Regions from separate parts of the Oryctolagus cuniculus genome. Here regions 1 and 3 are each linked to region 2. A link is a contact called in public Hi-C data. All regions are on one chromosome and are shown on one strand. The core of a region is the stretch at or near the end of the contact, and the rest is flanking DNA. Distances in the headings are between cores, read along the strand shown.

Region 1 (2,809 bases), core at 310-2,809, 110 kb after region 2:
GGTCCTCAAGGAGAAAAATGGCTTATCCATATTTTTCATCTAGAAGTAGATTTCTATTCCTTTGGCCCAACTAGGAAGGGGGTGGTTGTTAACAAATGAAATAACATTTTCCCAGATGAATGTGGATGTTCAGATGAGAACAATAGTTAGAGAAATTAAGGAAGTTGAAAACTAAGAAACAGCAGGTGAGATGTGAAAGAGAACTTGCTATGCATACTGCCTCCTTCCCTGCCCACTCCTAGTGAATTTCAGCCCTGTTGGGGCTCATCAGTAGGTCTTCATCCTTGCATGCCACCTTCATGGGCCACACTGTGTGTAAGGAAAGAGCTTTTTCTTTTCCTACATTGATTTGCCAGAGAGGGAATAGGATCTAAGGCATGCTACAAGAAACATGCTGAGAAGTCTGTCATTCTTGAATAAGCTAGCAAATGACTCGTAAGACTGCCTTTTTCAGCACTCTGAACCAAAACAATTTTCTAAATAAGAACCCTTCAGTGTTAGGAGAGGTCCACTCTCAAGTAATTCATCACCAAAGTTCTTAGGAAATAGACACATAATTTTTTGCTCCCGTCCTATTTCAAGTTGCAATTTTTTTTATCTTTAAAGCAGTAAATATGTTGATTCAAACTCACCCAGCAAGTAGGAAAGAGAAAATAGCACTTGGCCTTTAAATCTTCAGAGGCCAATTTAATGACAGGTTCAGCCTGTTTAATGACAGGATCAATACCACACCCCTGTTTTATTATGTTTCATTATTACTGCATAAATGTCCTTTATTACTCATGAAAAATAAAAATCAAATACTTGCCGAGCTGGGTTTAAATAGGTAAGAGTGCAAACAAAGATATACTGTACAAATATCAAACAGGGATCTCAGATTCTTTTTTTTCTTTTTTAAATTTTATTTAAGTTATACAAGTTTCATATATTTCTTATACACAGATTTAGGTCAGATTCTTAAAATACATACTGTGCCAGGTTGCCCCTCTCGATTTTGGACTAGGTTTTGGGGGAGTATTTTCTATTTTGCTTTCTTTTGCTTTTAGGATTGTGCTCATAATTCAAACATGGAAAGAATCTAAAAAGTAGGGTTCTCGGGATTTTTTTCACTGTCGTCCTGGTGGAAATAGGAAAACACACCAAAAGCAACGCTAAAATGCAAGATGTGAAACCCGTGAAGTTCAAGCACTGCTTGAGGATGAACTTAACCTGCACGGCAGGTGCAGGGCTGTCACGTTCAGGTACTCTAGTAGGGCTGGAGGTTTCTTCACGGCCTTCCTCGGCCACTCCATTGCACAAGGAGCGACTAACAGCAGCCCTCTGCTCCGCCTGCTGGGGATTTGGAGCGGAGCGCTGTGGGGCAACGTCTCCGAATCGCTCCGGGCAGCACGCAGATGGCGCTCCCGCAGGCTCCCGGCGTGGCGACTGGCGCATGCGTCGCAGAGCCTCACGGGGACGCGCCCCCGTCGGCTGTGACGTCATCGGCTGCGGGCGGGGCTGCTGCGGAGCCAGAGGGCCGGTCCCGCGGGCGCCGGCGGGACAGTGGGCGGAGCCTAAGGGGGTGGGGCGGGTGCAGCCCCGCCGCCCAGCTGGACACGGAATTCATTCCCGGCTGGCTCGCAGCTCTGCCGGAGTGAGGCCGGGCAGCGAGGACGCCGAGAAAGCGCCCGCTCGGCTGCGGCTGCGGCCGCGCGAAGGGTTTTTCCCAGGAGTGAGCTGAGCGCGGCCGCGGGTTCGTGGGCGCCAGAAAAAGCCTGGAGCTCGTCAAGGCCGTGCGGCCATTGCATCGGCTCCCAAGTCGCACGAGGACGGCGAGCGGGGACAGAAGCTGCGCTGAGCTCTCCCGGGGAGGGGAGAGCGCGCCGAGGCGGGGTGGCCAAAGAGGGAGGAGTGGCGGGCCGCCCCGAGTGTAGGGGCCGTGGAATGCGAGACGAGGACAAGGGCATGCTCGGTGGTGCAGGCAGCGATGCGGGCCTGGCCAGCGCCGCGGCGCGGGGCCAAGTGGAGAAGGTGCGGCAGCTCCTGGAAGCCGGCGCGGATCCCAACGGAGTCAACCGCTTCGGGAGGCGCCCGATCCAGGTAGCCGGGGCCCCGGGGCCGCGCCGGCAGGGGGCGCAAGAGCGCGGGGCGCGGCCGCCGCGGGTCCGAGCTGGGGCCGAGGTCGCGGCCGCAGCCTGGCCAGCTGCAGGGGGAGGCCAGTCGTTAGGCTGGTTTTTACGCAACAAAAAAATCCTCAAGAAAGGGGTGGACTAACCCACTGCTCCGCTTTGGTTTTCTTTTGAACGGCGGGGAAATAGCAATACCAGGGTACTGCTATTGGAAAACGGTTTTAAACGATGCTTATCTTGTTGCAAAAAGAAATCGAAATCTATGCATACGTGGGATTTTCAAAAAGTTCGTGGAAAATGCGTGTTGGGCAAAAACAATAGATTTCAAAAAAATTTTTTGCACCAAAATAAGCTTGTGTTTAAATTCTGTTTTCCAGTAACTTTTCGAATTACCACCATACTTGCTCTACCGTCTCGTGATTAAAGATGCAGAGAATGGAGAGAACAGGGGGAAGGAGAAGTTATTTGGGGAGGATGGATCTTTTTGTCTCCTTTCAGTGACAAAGATGTTATAAGTTACACAATCTATGTTGGATTTAAGAAATTTACAATATCATAATGCATGAGAAAAAATTAGTGAACTTTTAAGCCTCCATGTGGAATCCTTTATATTTTCTCTCATAGGAGTGAACTGAATTCAAAGAGACGAGATCATATTCCTCAACAACACTCCTTAATTCCTTTTATGTTAGTGTTTCTTG
Region 2 (2,700 bases), core at 133-2,632:
TGAAGCACCAGCATCCCATATGGGTACCGGTTCTAATCCTGGCTGCTCCTCTTCCTATCCAACTCTCTGCTATGGCCTGGGAAAGCAATAGAAGATGGCCAAGTCCTCAGGCCCCTGTACCTGTGTGGGAGACCCAGAGGAAGCTCCTGGCTCCTGGCTTTGGATTGCTGCAGCTCTAGTCATTGCAGCCATCTGGGGAGTGAACCATCGGATGGAAGACCTCTCTCTCTGTGTCTCTACCTCTCTCTGTAACTCTTTCAAATAAATAAAATAAATCTTAAAAAAAAAAAAAAAAAAAAAAACTTGTCCTCCAATGGCTTTAAGAGATTGGGAGAGGGGCTGCCATGGAGGTATAGTTGCTTCAGCCACTGCTTGCACACCAGCATCCCATATTGGAGTGCCAGTACAAGTCATGGCTACTTGGCTTCTTGCTAATACACATAGGAAGGCAGTGGAAGATGACCCAAGTGCTTTGGTCCCTGCTACCCATGTTGCAGACCCAGATGAAGTTCTTGACTCCTGGCTTCAACCTGCCCAGTATTGGCTGTTGAAAGCCTGTAGGGAATCATCTCTATATTTCTCTCCTCCCTCTCCTTCTGTCACTTTGCCTTTCCTATAATAAATAAACCTTTAAAGAGAGAGAGAGAGAGAAACAGAAAGGGAGAGAATAAAACAAAGGTATTCATATTTATGGAGCACCTATAATATAGATTGCTACAACAATGCAACTCCCATGGAGTCCTCACACACCCTGGGCAGAAGGCTTCACTGCCCCTATGTCAGAGTTGGCCTTCTCATGGAGGTTCCTATCAGTGCCTCCAAGCCATCCAGTTACTAGCTTCAAACCAGGATTTGAATGTAAGCCTGGCTGAGTTCATGCTAATGTTCCATACTGCTTTGGTTAAGATTTGAGATCTACTGGGGTTGAATTTGATTATCGTTTTAACTTCACTGCTAAATAAATCTTAAGCCCTCTGAAGAGCTCTGTCTGAAAAAAATGTTTTTGGTAACAAAAACGTGGTGTGGTGAAGGGAATTTATTTTACTACAAATAACTAGCCTATAGGTGGCGATATCTTTCAATGATAACTCACTCAGACTGAAAGCTTAAATTCATAAAAGTCATTGTATTTAGAAGGCAGCCTGGGAGAGCCGAATCTCCCTAGTCTACCTGGTAAGTGACTGAGACAGGTATTGAGCAAGGAGAGCTCTTCCTGTCTATGGTACGATGGAGAACAAACATGTCTGAAGGGTGGTCATTGTCCCCTGGCATCAATACTGGCAGTGAATGAGCTCATGGCCCTTTTTTCCCTCCACATTCTTCCTCATTTCTTCTCTGTCACCATGTTTCTTCGCTCCTCTGATTTGATGGAGTGTAGCCCTGAGGGCACATGAGAGTGAGGTCAGCATAACGCACACTGCTAATAATACTTGAGTCAGTCAAGTGGAACTTGTTTGCCTGTTCAAAGAAAGTAGCAGAAAAACAGGGTGAAATGAAGCCATGGCCTTGAGATCCGAGAGATTATATTGTGTTTCGCCAACGCTACTAAATTAGAATACTTGGCCTTGAACTAGCAAAATCGTAATTACATGTTAAGATACATCTCCATTATCTCATTATCATCTTAATCGACACTCAGTAGATGCCAGGTACAGTGTGTTGTATATGCTTTCATTTGGGCCTCACACTGATAGCACAGTATTGGCACACTTATCATACACATATATAATCAGGAAACTAAGGGACAGGAATATTATGTAATATTCAGATTGGCACAGAGCAAAAGAAAAAACATGGGTAAAATAAGGATTCATACCTAGCAGCCTGACTCTTAACACTCAAGCTTCTCACAGCAAGTTTTGGATTGCTCCTGGGAAACAGACGGGCAAGGATGTGCCCTTCAACAAGAACTGTTTAATTTAATAGTTTTCCTGAGATATCGCAGTCCTTTTAAACAATCCTTCATTAAGCAATTGGTGTGAGGAAACTGAACATGATTGGAGTGTACGCTAAAAAGCAAAGGCTATTGCAATCACCCAGGTGAATTTCTGTGGCAGCGTCATTTCTGTGCTGGATCATGGACCATGCTTGAGCTGGAATTACACTGAGCAGACAGTGAATATACTTACAGGACCAGGTTTCATTCTTATTACTACTTGCACTCCAACTCTGACTATAAGAAGTTAAGGGGAAACTGCCAGCCCAGGGAACAACTGTCACTGATTTGTTTCAGAAGCTCAATGTTAAAAACTCCACAGAGATCCTTCCTCTTCTGACAGCCAAGGACTGATAAAGCTTGAGGACAAACAGGTGCATTATTGACTCAAGTGGCTTTTTGGAATCTCTGAGATTTTTCAGACTGGGTGACACCCATTTACCCAGTTATGCCCTTCTTAGCAACAGTTTTCTTTGGGTACGTTCTCCCTGTTGAGAGGGAGTGGAATGGGGTGGGGCAGTGTACAAGCCATAATATGCTGTCATGTGACTCTCTCCACATTTAGTGCAGCTCAAGTGTGTCACACAAACGGTAACCCCATTACCTGAGCTAACTGAAGATGACTACATGTTAATAACTGAACGGCAAAGTGGAGAGAACAGCTAAGGACAAGTGAGCTAGGAGAGCCCACTCAGACAGCTCTCCCTTGTAAATGTCTGCCAACCTTCTGAAGAGGGCTCAACTGTAGGAGTCAGATGGGCGGG
Region 3 (2,700 bases), core at 86-2,585, 76 kb after region 2:
CAGCCTCAGTATTAGCAGCAGGTGCCTGTAGGGATGAATGGCCATCCAGAGGCTGGAGACAAAAGACAAGGCACATGTGGCCATGGGAAGTGCCAGGACACAGGCAGTGCCAGGATCTGGCTAGCATCTGGGCTGGGCCTGGGAGCCCTTAGCTAAGCAGGTCCAGGCTTGGTTGAACTTGGATGAAGCTGGGGCCTCTGCTCCTTCTCCTCACATACAAATCACCAGGACCCTGTCTTGGGCCTGGGCCTGGGGCATGCTCACCTCCTCCTCCCCCGGTTCCATGTTCACTCTTTGCCTGCCTCTGAGGGTTGTAGGTGAACCCTGTGATGGAGCAGCTGTTGACGAAAACAATTTGTTGAAGACAATAGTTGAAGGACTAGAGAGGCTGCCATCTTCCCTCAAAGGGTCTGAGTCCATGTCTGGGTTATAGCTGTACATGTCACATCGGCCAGGCCAGTAGCCTCTGCCACCACGTGGCAGAGCTGTGGCTTCGAGCCTTGCAGTCCTCCCACCCTCACGAGAACAGACTGAAATTGACGGCATTCACCAACCCAGTGAGGCCGGGCTCCCCGCTGGCCGGACGCACGGCTGCCAACGGTGCTGCAGTCACAGCCAGGCCTGGTGGAAAAGGGTCTTGCAGCCACACTGTCACTGAGGGAGCCCCTGTCTTCATATCCTGCACAGTCTGCCAGGGCTGGCGTTCTGGGATGGGGACCTCCTGGCACAACTGCTTAAACACGTGCTTGTCAGCTCCGGCCCTCTGGATCTTAGGGGTACACGCAGGACCACGGAGCACTCGGCCGCCAGGTGCAACTCAGGGGCCAGGCAGGGCACAGTGACCTCTGAAACATAGGCCTCACCTGCCGGCGACGTGAGCATCTCTGGTCCCCAGTCAGCTGCTTGCTCCGGTTCTCTAACAGTTTCCTGTCCTCGGGGAGCGGGCGTTGCTCCCGAGGGACCAGTGCTGCCTGCCCCGGCCGGCCGCCCGTCGTCGGTGCCGGCTGGAAGGCGGGACACGCTCAGCGCAGCGCGGGAGCCTCGGGACCGGAGGGCGCGCGGCGGCCTCGGCGCAAACCGCACGATATCCGGGGGAAGCTCCGCCCCTACGTCCCTGCACTTGGGGCTCTGGCGCCCATCTGGGTCGCCACCGCGACTGAGCCTCACCCCCGGCACAGCGCCCCCTCTCGCTCCGCCCTGCCGCCGAGCGCCACAGAGGGCCCCAGCGAACCAGCGACCTCCGCCGCCCCCAACCGGACGACAGCAAGCGTCCGTGAGGCCCGGCCTCACGCCTCTGAAATCCTGTGAGATTTTAACATCCCCTTTCTCCTTCATTGTACCTTATGATCTGTCTCTCCACGCTGGTGCTCTTCTGATGTGTGCTTTCCAGTTCTAAGCACAGATAACACGTAGCTGGTGGCAAGAAATAGACATCTTTTCTTTGAACCCTGCTTTTGAATCAGAGTGAGGCTTATTCCTCTCATGAAAAGGGAGACTGGCTGTAGGAGAAAGAAGAGGCCAATGTTAATTTGGCTGTGATCTAAACACAGCAGATACTTCTACCCCTTTTCATAGACCCTTTTGTCACCTTGGGTAGTATGTGGAGTTGAGAAACACATTGAATATGGTATACCTGTAATCAATAAATAATGCAGGCATAGCGGATTCAGCCCCAGCCTCTGAGGCAGGCATCCTACATGGACGCAGGTTTGAATCCCCCGATTCCAATCCAGCTCCCTGCTAATGCGCCTGGGAAAACAGCGGAAGATGGCCCAAGTTCTTGGGCCCCTGCCACCCACATGGGAGACGGGGAGGAAGCTCCTGGCTCCTGGTTTCCAACCCACCCAGCTGCTGTGGTTGCATCCATCTGGAGAGTGAACCAGCAGACCTCTGTGTAACTCTGCCTCTCAAATAACTAAACAAGTCTTAATAAATAAACAAACAAACAATACAGACACAGTGTTGGGTGCTGGAGGTTGGGCCACAGCTTGAGATGCCCAAGTTCCACAGCACAGTGCTGGTTGTGTCCTGGCTACTCTGCTTTCCATACAGCTGCAGACTATTACACCTGAGAAACAGCAGGCAACAGCTCAAGTATTTGAGTCCCTGCTGGAGTTTCTGGCTCCTGGCTTTGTCCTGACCCAGGCTCAGTTGTTGCAGCCATTTAAAGAATTAACTGGCCCAGTGCTGTGGCTCAGTAGGTTAATACTCAGCCTGTGGTGCCGGTATCCCATATGGGCGCCGGTTCTAGTCCTGGCTGCTCCACTTCCAGTCCAGCTCTCTGCTGTGGCTCTGGAAGGCAGTGGAGAATGGCCTAGGTGCTTGGGTCCTGCACCCTCGTGGGAGACCAGGAAGAAGCTCCTGGCTCCTGGCTTCGGATCAGCACAGCTCCTGCCATTGCGGCTATTTGGGGAGTGAACCAGCAGACGGAAGACCTTTCTCTGTCTCTCCCTCTCACTGTAACTCTACCTCTCAAATAAATAAATAATCTAAAAAAAAAAAATTAACCCACAGATTAAATCCATCCCTATCACTCCAGATTTCAAATAAATTAATAAATCTTTTTAAACAAACAGAATACAATAGTTTCACCTTTCAATTCTAGTACATGTGCCTAGTTTAAACCTATATAGCAAATCCTGCTGGCTTTTTGTCTCTTGCAGCAACTCTCTCTACACACAGCAAGGTCTCTATGACAAC

Evidence for each region. A called contact is a pair of places that touch in the nucleus more often than the background predicts.
Region 1: a Hi-C map of skin fibroblasts shows a contact between it and region 2, with 4 times the contacts expected there. The contact joins the promoter of CDKN2B here to the enhancer-like site in region 2. A contact is called at or near these places in 2 of 6 Hi-C or Micro-C datasets (skin fibroblasts and an unstated tissue).
Region 3: a contact with region 2 is called in a Hi-C map of an unstated tissue, with 3 times the contacts expected there. The contact joins the promoter of LOC103348072 here to the enhancer-like site in region 2. A contact is called at or near these places in 2 of 6 Hi-C or Micro-C datasets (liver and an unstated tissue).

What each region holds. Positions count from the first base shown.
Region 1 is chr1:185,077,374-185,080,182 of mOryCun1.1, reverse strand. CDKN2B (cyclin dependent kinase inhibitor 2B) reads left to right here and starts at 1,559. Exons shown (of 2, transcript XM_002708053.5): 1 at 1,559-2,079. The coding sequence starts at 1,924.
Region 2 is chr1:185,191,888-185,194,587 of mOryCun1.1, reverse strand. No RefSeq gene overlaps it. Among named protein-coding and RNA genes, the nearest start is that of CDKN2B, 110 kb to the right of the region's middle. Within about 2 kb of position 1,382, at least 1 of the 8 cell types and tissues checked has an H3K27ac peak or open chromatin away from gene starts, as enhancers often do.
Region 3 is chr1:185,116,132-185,118,831 of mOryCun1.1, reverse strand. LOC103348072 reads right to left here and starts at 1,335. Exons shown (of 4, transcript XM_070061301.1): 1 at 864-1,335. The coding sequence starts at 1,335.